Regions from separate parts of the Pan paniscus genome. Here region 1 is linked to region 2. Evidence: chromatin contacts called from public Hi-C data. All regions are on one chromosome and are shown on one strand. Each heading gives the region's core, a stretch centred on a gene start, on an enhancer-like site or on the middle of the called end of the contact. The rest is flanking DNA. Distances are from core to core; before and after follow the strand shown. Region 1 holds the start of MAP4K5 (mitogen-activated protein kinase kinase kinase kinase 5). Region 2 overlaps CDKL1 (cyclin dependent kinase like 1).

The links. A called contact is a pair of places that touch in the nucleus more often than the background predicts.
Region 1: a Hi-C map of fibroblasts shows a contact between it and region 2, with 5 times the contacts expected there. The contact joins the promoter of MAP4K5 here to the enhancer-like site in region 2. A contact is called at or near these places in 2 of 3 Hi-C or Micro-C datasets (fibroblasts and induced pluripotent stem cells).

The regions. Positions count from the first base shown.
Region 1 is chr15:51,670,213-51,674,512 of NHGRI_mPanPan1-v2.0_pri, reverse strand. It overlaps MAP4K5 (mitogen-activated protein kinase kinase kinase kinase 5), which reads left to right and starts at 2,851. Exons shown (of 32, transcript XM_055097565.2): 1 at 2,851-3,048; 2 at 3,338-3,554. The coding sequence starts at 3,447. ATL1 (atlastin GTPase 1) reads right to left here and starts at 2,947. Exons shown (of 15, transcript XM_034937522.2): 1 at 2,620-2,947.
Region 2 is chr15:51,473,030-51,477,351 of NHGRI_mPanPan1-v2.0_pri, reverse strand. CDKL1 (cyclin dependent kinase like 1) reads left to right here. Exons shown (of 9, transcript XM_034937526.3): 7 at 3,419-3,475. Among named protein-coding and RNA genes, the nearest start is that of DMAC2L, 24 kb to the right of the region's middle. Within about 2 kb of position 2,546, at least 1 of the 2 cell types and tissues checked has open chromatin away from gene starts, as enhancers often do.

The DNA.
Region 1 (4,300 bases), core at 1,602-4,101, 200 kb before region 2:
CAGTCAACTGAATCACAGAGTTACATGTTGAAATTAGTTTATGTTGGCAGATTAATCAGGAGATTACCAGATTGCTTAAATCTGTATGTTCAATAGACTAAAGTTATTGTCCTTATGCTCTGTCCTTTCACACTTGAAGGTTTAATTAGCCATTTTGTCTTGGATAATAAATTGTGAACCTTAGCTTTATATAAGATAAAGCATTTTATGTCTCCCAATTCTTTTTTATTCAGCCTTGGCTAAAGTTAGAGCTGAAATTAGAGGCCACAGATTACAGTCAGCATTTTACTGAAGAACTTTCAAAGAAGGGAAGTACATTACAAAGCATGTGGCAAACCATTATCGTATATTATAATGATAAGGGTAAAAGCTGAAAAATATTTATGTGTCAGCATGAAGATACTAAGAATGCATGACAATTAGGTTGGAATTAAGGACCTATCAAGCCATATTTATTCTTATTCCATACCTTGTCATATGAAATTGGGTGGTTTGTAAGAAACTCTCTGGTCAGTTACCATGACATAACTAACATATTATTACATAAACTTCAACCTTGAAATTGTTTGCTTAATTGTCTAGGATGTAAAATTAAATTTACTCAGTGTGTATTTAAGTAAATTGAATTTGCATTTCTTTACAAAGCAACCCACTTCACTGATCTTGTTAAAATTAACTCAACCAGTATTTTAAAAATCCTTAAGATTCTTTTGGAGTTAGTATAAAACAAATGTTTTCCTCTTTGCATGAATTGCAGTACAAGTAAAATAATGATTATAGCAGATATACAGAGTCTTGACTTTTTAACCACCACATAGAGTCTTGACTTTTTCCATGCTATCTGCCTCTAGGTTGATGGTCAAAGCATATGGATCTGCCATTACTGGCAACATAAAATATCTGCACTCCAGGGTCTTGTTGAAGCCTATGACCTCAAACATTTCACTGCCTAATTCATTTTAAATGCTGTATTTCAAGAATAACATGCTTAAAGGATTGTCAGGATATTTGTCCTCGTCTCAAACTGGGCATTCAGTTTCTACTTTATGAAGAAGGCTCATTAAATAAAATTTTTGGAAGTCTTTGCATTAGGAAAATATATGCCTCTTCTTGATCAATTGGTTACTCTTGATCTCAAAAACACTATAAAATCCTCTGGTTGGCCGAGTTGTCACACTGTTCTGGTTTCGTATTTTCCTTCTCTTTAACTTCATACTAGTTTGCCCACTTATTTTTATCTTGTTTTATAGTAAGTGTTTTCTGTGTGCTGCCTGAAATTCCCTGGAGTAACACAAGTGTAAACATGTAAGAATAAATATATTTCAGACTAGATCAAGGATCAGTGCTTATATGGCCAGAGGAAAAAAATCTCAAATGAATCTATGACAGTAAACAAGTGCTAAGATACCAATAGAACATTTGAAGAGATTTTGAGTCATCGAAGCCAAAAGTATGTGCCCACCAAAACAAGTGCCAAGAATCTTTGAAAGAAGGAACTGTTCTTCAACAATTTTTTCAATGCAGCAAACACATAGGCTTTGTCCATGGAGCATGTAAGTCTGGGCTTACTTATGTTCCCCAAATAAGTGCCCTTTGTGTGTGGAGCACAAGAAAATACATATATGCCCTGTCCTGTTAAGGTGCGAATTTAATTTCTACATTATACAATTATCAACAATAAAGAGTATTGTCAATTACTCCTTATTATACATTATACAATTATCAACAATAAGGAGTATTTTAATTCTCAAGAACAGAATTAAAAATTGGGTGTTCAAAGCCACATGCCAACATCTCCAACTTGCTCTTTTATGATGTTTCAGTCACTAAATGCAGTGGCTGAGTGTTATCTGGCTTTTCTGTTCAAATTCTCTATGAGGCTCTAGAAATAACTTAGCCAGTATAATGTAACACTGGCAACTTAATTTCTACCTTCAGAGCAAGACTGGAACTGAAACTGCAAAACAGCTTGTGAAATATCAGCCAAATTACTTCCCCGAACTCCTGTTCCATATATGCTGTGCATTGTTAAGTATTTTAAGACCTCTTATATTCGATAACCCCCTTTACAATCCTGTAAAACGCTTTATAAACACTTTCCTGGGTGTCAGATGCAAAATCTTACCCTCTTCAAGCTGCAGATAAGGACACCGAGATGTTGCCAAATATGCTGTTTTGTCCCAGAGCACATACTGAGGAAGTGGTAGAACCAGAACCAGTCTGTGACCCCTTTGTTTTACTTTTGCGGAACTCCTGATCTCATTAAAGGTGCAATACCAGCGATGAGACACTGCGTGTGCCCAACAGGGACAAAGGTCATTGAGCAGTCCTAGGAATTCAGACTTTCAGAATTGTCTCAGAAGAACTAAGTAGAAGGCAGGTTGTGCAGGTGTGCAGTGCAGCCTCAAACTGGTACCACCGGGAATGGTTTGCAAAACAGGAAGGTGCAGTAGGGTGTGCCGGGACTTAGTTAACCTGGCACTCCCCCACCTCCTTCCCCGGCGCCCCGCTGCCAGGTTACTTCTGGCCCGGTGCCCTTAACGTACCTTTTCCGTGTTTAACTTGGAGGGCTACGTTCCCATCGCCCTTCTTCCTCTACCCGTCACCCTACAGGCCTACCTGACAAATGTGGGGACGGTTTAGCCAAGGCCCGTTGGCCCACGAATGCCCAGGGGTGTGCCTTATTTCTGAGAGTGGGAGGGAGACAGCCCAGGCCCTGCAAGGACGCGCCCGGCTAGGGGGGCGCGGTGGCGCGGTCGGGAGGGTGTTGTGTTCTCAGCAGGCCTCAGGGCGGCACTCTGGTTCTGCGGCCGGAGTGCTCGGGCGGGCCGCTGGGCGCCGACCCATGCTGGCTGGGAACGTGTCTCCCGGTGACGCAGCCCCGGGTGGGGAACGTGGTGCGGCGGCGGCGGCGGCGGCGGCGACTGTACGCGCCTCCGCCGCCCCCGAGAGGACGCGCCGTGCAGCGGCTGAGTGGCGGCGGCGGCGACGGCAAACCCGGAGCTGCCGGCCGGCGCGGGGGAGGAGGACGCGGGTGCGGTCTAGGAAGTAGGTCCCGGGCTCCGCGCTCAACAAAGACGGGGCCGCCCCCATTAGGTACCGAGCCGGCCCTGGGCCCCGGCTGGCGGGGAGGCCTCGTCGGGCAGTTCGCGGGCGGCCGGGGAGGGGGAAGGGCCGCAGACCGAACGGGGATACGGGGCGCCGGGGGCCCTTCCAGGCCCCTTTCTCTTCCACGGCCCCTGGCGGGACGGAAGGGAAGGGGCCGGGCCGCGAGGGCGCGGGCCGCTGGGGGTCGTAGCCTGCGACGCCAACCAGCCTTTGCTCGTCCCTCGTGCAGACGGAGCTGCGGGCGGAGGCTCCATGTTGGGAAGCGGCGCCGTTCGTGCTTGTTAGCGGGAATCCGGGAGCCGCGGGGTGAGCTGGCGGGGGCCGGGCCCTAAGTGAAGATGGAGGCCCCGCTGCGGCCTGCCGCGGACATCCTGAGGCGGAACCCGCAGCAGGACTACGAGCTCGTCCAGAGGGTCGGCAGCGGCACCTACGGGGACGTCTATAAGGTAAGTGAGGCTGGCCGTGCTTTTTTCCTGCGGTCGACTGCGTCCCGGGAATGGGGCCACTTTCCTGCGAAGTACTGGGGCGAGAGGAGGATGCTTTTACTGTTGCCTCTTGGGGAGAAAGCGGCCGGGGTCCCTTTTACTCGGTTCTGAGCACCCTCGACTCATAGCTTGTTCTAATCGCTACCAACAGGCAGAACTAACCACACAGTTGCAAACCGCTGTTGCACTTTTTTTGTGGTTTAAAGGCTTTTTAATAGGGCTTATTTATGGTATTGAAGGGAATTTGAATCTGCCTGTGGAATTACACCGAAGGATGCTCTAGTGTTAGCATGGAAAAATGCTTCATGGAAGATAGACAGGAAAGAATATTGACATTCAGACATTTGCATTTTTTTAAAAAAAATTGTTTCAATGGATGAGTTTGACTAAAAAAGCCATATGAAACTCTGTCTCTGAGCTTTAACTGTAAGCAAACTAATATTGGTGACGTGTATGCAAGCATTATCCCATATAAAAAGATGCTTTTCCTGGTGGAAGTTTGATCGTTTGTTTTTGGTTGGCGATAAAAATGTGATATTAACTTGCTGGGTTTTGTTTTACTTTAGCGGTTCCTTTCAGGGATTTATAACATCCTATAACCAAGAGTGGATATGAGCTGCTGTCTTTGTATTGTGCTGTTTTGTATTACTTAAGACAAACGATGAGAGTAAGTTACACCTAATTTAGGATTTTAAAAAACATTGTAG
Region 2 (4,322 bases), core at 1,297-3,796:
AAATTATTTCCTTTAGTATTCCATCAGTAGGGGATTATGTATGGTACATCCTTACAATAGAAATACTTCATCAGGCCAGGTGTGCTCATGCCTGTAATCCCAGCATTTTGGGAGGCTGAGGCAGGTGGATCAGGGGCTCGAGACCAGCACGGGCAACAAGACAAAACTGTCTCTACTAAAATACAAAAAGTTGGCCTAGCATGGTGGCACGCACCTGTAGTCACAGCTACTCAGGAGGCTGAGGTGAGAGGATCACCTGAGCTTAGGAAGTTGAGGCCGCAGTGACCTGAGATCGCTGCACTCTAGCCTGGGCGACAGGAGTAAGACCCTGTCTCCGAACAAAAAAAAAAAAAAAAGAAAGAAAAAAAAGAAATACCATACAGAGCCAGGTGCGGTGGCCCACACCTATAATTCTAGCAACTCAGGAGACAACTGAGGTGAAATATTGCTTGAGCACAGGAGGTCTAGACCAGCCTGGGCAACATAGCAAGACCCTGTCTCTACAAAATATTTTTAAAACTAACTGGGGTTGGAGACACATGCCTATAGCTCCAGCTACTTGGGAGGCTGAGGCAGGAGAATCACTTGAGCCCAGGAGTTTGAGGTTACAGTAAACTATGATCATGCCACTGCATTCCAACCTGGGTGACAGAGCAAAACTCTGCCTCTAAAAATAAGAAATACCATGTAGTTAAAAAAAAAAAAAAAAAGACGGTTATAAAACAGTGTAGGCTGGGCATGGTGGCTCACGCCTGTAATCCCAGCACTTTGGGAGGCTGAGGCAGGTGGATCGCTTGAGCCCAGGAGTTCGAGACCAGCCTAGGCAACATGATGAAACCCTGTCTCTACTAAAAATACAAAAATTAGCCAGGCACGGTGGCACACACCTGTAGTCCCAGCTACTTGGGAGGCTGAGGTGGGAAGACGGCTTGACCTTGGGAGGTAGAGGTTGCAGTGAGCCGAGATCACGTCAGTACACTCCAGCCTGGGCAACAGGGCCAGATTCTGTCTCAAAACAAAAACAAAAACAAAACAAACAAAAAAACCAGTATGTATAATTTGACAAAGTTTTAATAAAAATGTAATATGCACACAATGCATATATACATGTATTTACATATATAAATACAAAATAATGTGACAACATCTGGGAAATCACAAAGCTTTTTTTTTTTTTACATTTGTGAAATAAATGGCTGCAAGGATATATATCAAAATACTAAGAGTGGATATCTCTTTTGGGTGGGATTTTGGGGTAACTTTATGATTTTTTATATTTTTGAATGTCTTCTAATGAGCCTGTATTGTAATCAAAAACATTTCAGAGCATAATTAAGGTCTGTGAAATCTTGAGTTTCTACTGAGGAAGGTATCTTAAAAATGAAACTAACCCTCCAGTTGCTCACTAAACCCTTCAGTTTTCAGATGGAAGTTCTGTCTCTACCACTTGTGTTTTGTTTGTTCCCTAACCTCTTGGCTTGTCCCACAATGAAGGTTTCTGCTTCTCCACTGCCTCTTCCTCCTGTAGCACTAGCATTCAAAGTGGGTCTTGCTGGGACAGAGGGGCAGGAATGACACCTGACATATGGGAGGTGACCCATCTGGCTTCCTTGTGATCTGGACATTCCCAGTTGTGCACTAAATATCCCTAGTGATTTCCTGTTCACTTGTCTGTTGGTGAAGCCTCAGAAATAACCCAGGTTTCATAAATGTAAGAAGCTTCCCATGGTTTCCCAGAGATTGTCCTGCAGATTTCCTGTTGACAGAAACACAGGAACAGGCAGTGCGGGGGCTGCACTGGTTGAACATCTGTGCCCCAGTCCCTCTGCCTGTCAGTAACCCTGACAGAGGGAGGCCTGCTTGCTTCTGGGGCTGTGAAACGCTCACAGGATGGGCTCCAGCGTATCACAGGCAACCAGTTGGCCTCATCCAGACATTGTTGCTGAGACAGCAGAGCTCGATGATATAGCAATGGCACGTCAAACCCCAGTGATGCTCAGATTCAACCGACAGAAAGAACAAGAGAAATATTTAAGCTATGGAGCATGAGTGGAAGTATGAGGGTGCAACAGGGGCTACTGTCAAGGGCCAATACAAACCTACTTTAGGATTTTTTTTTCTCCTGTTGACATAGGGAACTCTGAAACAGAGGCTCTTCTCTCCTACTCTTATCAATGATTAGTATGTGTACAATCCAGAATTGGTTATTGGGAGCTGGTTGCCTGTCCAAAATAATACTGTACTGTGAAAGTTGGCCGCAGCACCAGGACTGTTTGATTAGATGAGCCTGGCCAGTCACTCCAGTCGGCAGCTCACACACTGCCACTTTTATACACACAATGCACTGCAGTCACTTATTTTGCTCAGCTTGGCTGGCTCTTATTTTCTCAGCCTCTCTGCTCAATTAGCCTTTGTCAGTGGTATGTCTCTTTAACTGGCCTGTTTGTCTGCCTGACATTCGGCATTCCTCCCATTTATAGTGTTATTCCTGATTGTCTCCAGCATGTGACTGGCGCAAAATCGCCTTATACGGCCAAAAGGAGATTGACGAATGCCCCACAGGAGACTGTTTAAACAGCAGGCTGAGAAGGGAAGCAGCAGGCCCTAGTGGGAGGAGACAACAGTGTTTATTCCAGAAAATCAAGAAGCATCTGTTCACCTAGGTAGGGGAAAAACATCTATTTTGCAGCTCCCTTTATATAATTAGAATTAGAGCTGCTTTTTTTTTTTTTTTTTTTTTTTTTTTTTTGAGACAGGGTCTTGCTCTGTCGCCCATGCTGGAGTGCAGTGGCACATTTATGGCTTACTGCAGCCTCAATCTCCCAAACCCACGCCATCCTCCCGCCTTAGCCTCCCAAGTAGCTAGTACTAGAGGCGCACACCACCACCCCCGGCTAGTTTTTTGGTATTTTTTTTAGAGAGACAGGGTTTCATCATGTTGCCCAGGCTGGTCTCAAATTCCTGGGCTCAAGCCATCAGACTTGGCCTGAGTGGATTATAGGCATGAGCCACCGCACCCAGCCAGCTACCTTTTTATAAATCACACTATAAATGCCAAAAATTATTCTCAGGAAAGGCAAGTTATATAAATTGAGCCCCCCACCCCCTCAAAAAAAAAACTGCTCAGAAAAGTTTTTTTTCATTAGTATTTTTATTTATAATTTGCTATCTCCATTGGTATCAGAGCAGGAAGTTAAGGGAGTAGTTAGGAAGCAAATTTGGAAAAGCAATTTGGAGGTGGGGAGAGAAAGCTTGTGAAAAAGGCAAAGGGAGACTGTTTTGGGCAGGAGGTTGGGTGGGCAAAGGGTGGAGGACGTGAGGAAGGTGCCAGGAAAATGTTTCTATCAAAAGATTTAATTTGAGGTAACCTTAATTTGAATACATGCTGTAAATTAAAAACCTCTTTTCTTTTCAACAGGAACCACTTGAATTAAAATTCCCAAACATCTCTTATCCTGCCCTGGGGCTCCTAAAGGTAAAAATCATGGCTTCCAACAGACCAGGAAGCACACAGCAGTTGTCATCACTGGGGAATCTGAATTACTTATGTCAATCCATGCAATGAAAAGTGTTCCTTTTAGAATTCTTCTCCTGGCTGGGCAGTGGCTCACACCTGTAATCCTAGCACTTTGGGAGGCCAAGGCAGGCGGATCACTTGAGGTCAGTTCAAAACCAGCCTGGTCAACATGGTGAAACCGTCTCTACTAAAAATAAAAAAAATTAGTCAGGCGTGGTGGCGCTCGCCTGTAATCCCGACTACTCAGGAGGGTGAGGCGGGAGAATTGCTTGAGCCTGGGAGGCGGAGGTTGCAGTGAGTTGAGATTGCACGACTGCACTCCAGCTTGGGTGACAGAGCAAGACTCCGTCTCAAAAAAAAAAAAAAAAATTCTCCTTGGAAAAGTATATTTTCAATTTTTTAAAATGGATCACATTCTATTAAGTGAAAACATTTGCAAGTATTTTCCACTTTAAATAAACCTAACATTATATTTGAAGTCTAAATTTACACAAAACAGAAATTTCAGGGGGGTGGTGATTGTTTTACAAAGAGAACTTTTTCTTCAGAAAATCCTTAGCTGCAGGATCCTTTTAAATAGCTAACTCCCTGGTACATTTGAAGTACATTTAAAAACTTGATATATATATTTATATATATATATTTTTAGAAATATAGCTCTTATGTAAAACGAGGTATGGTATCAACTAAAATGTTTGCAAGTTACAGTCAATGTCCCACATGGTTTAAAAATTATTTATTTACTGATGTATTAAATAATGAGTTAATATAAATGATAATGTAACTGTTACCTGAAAGGGGTCCC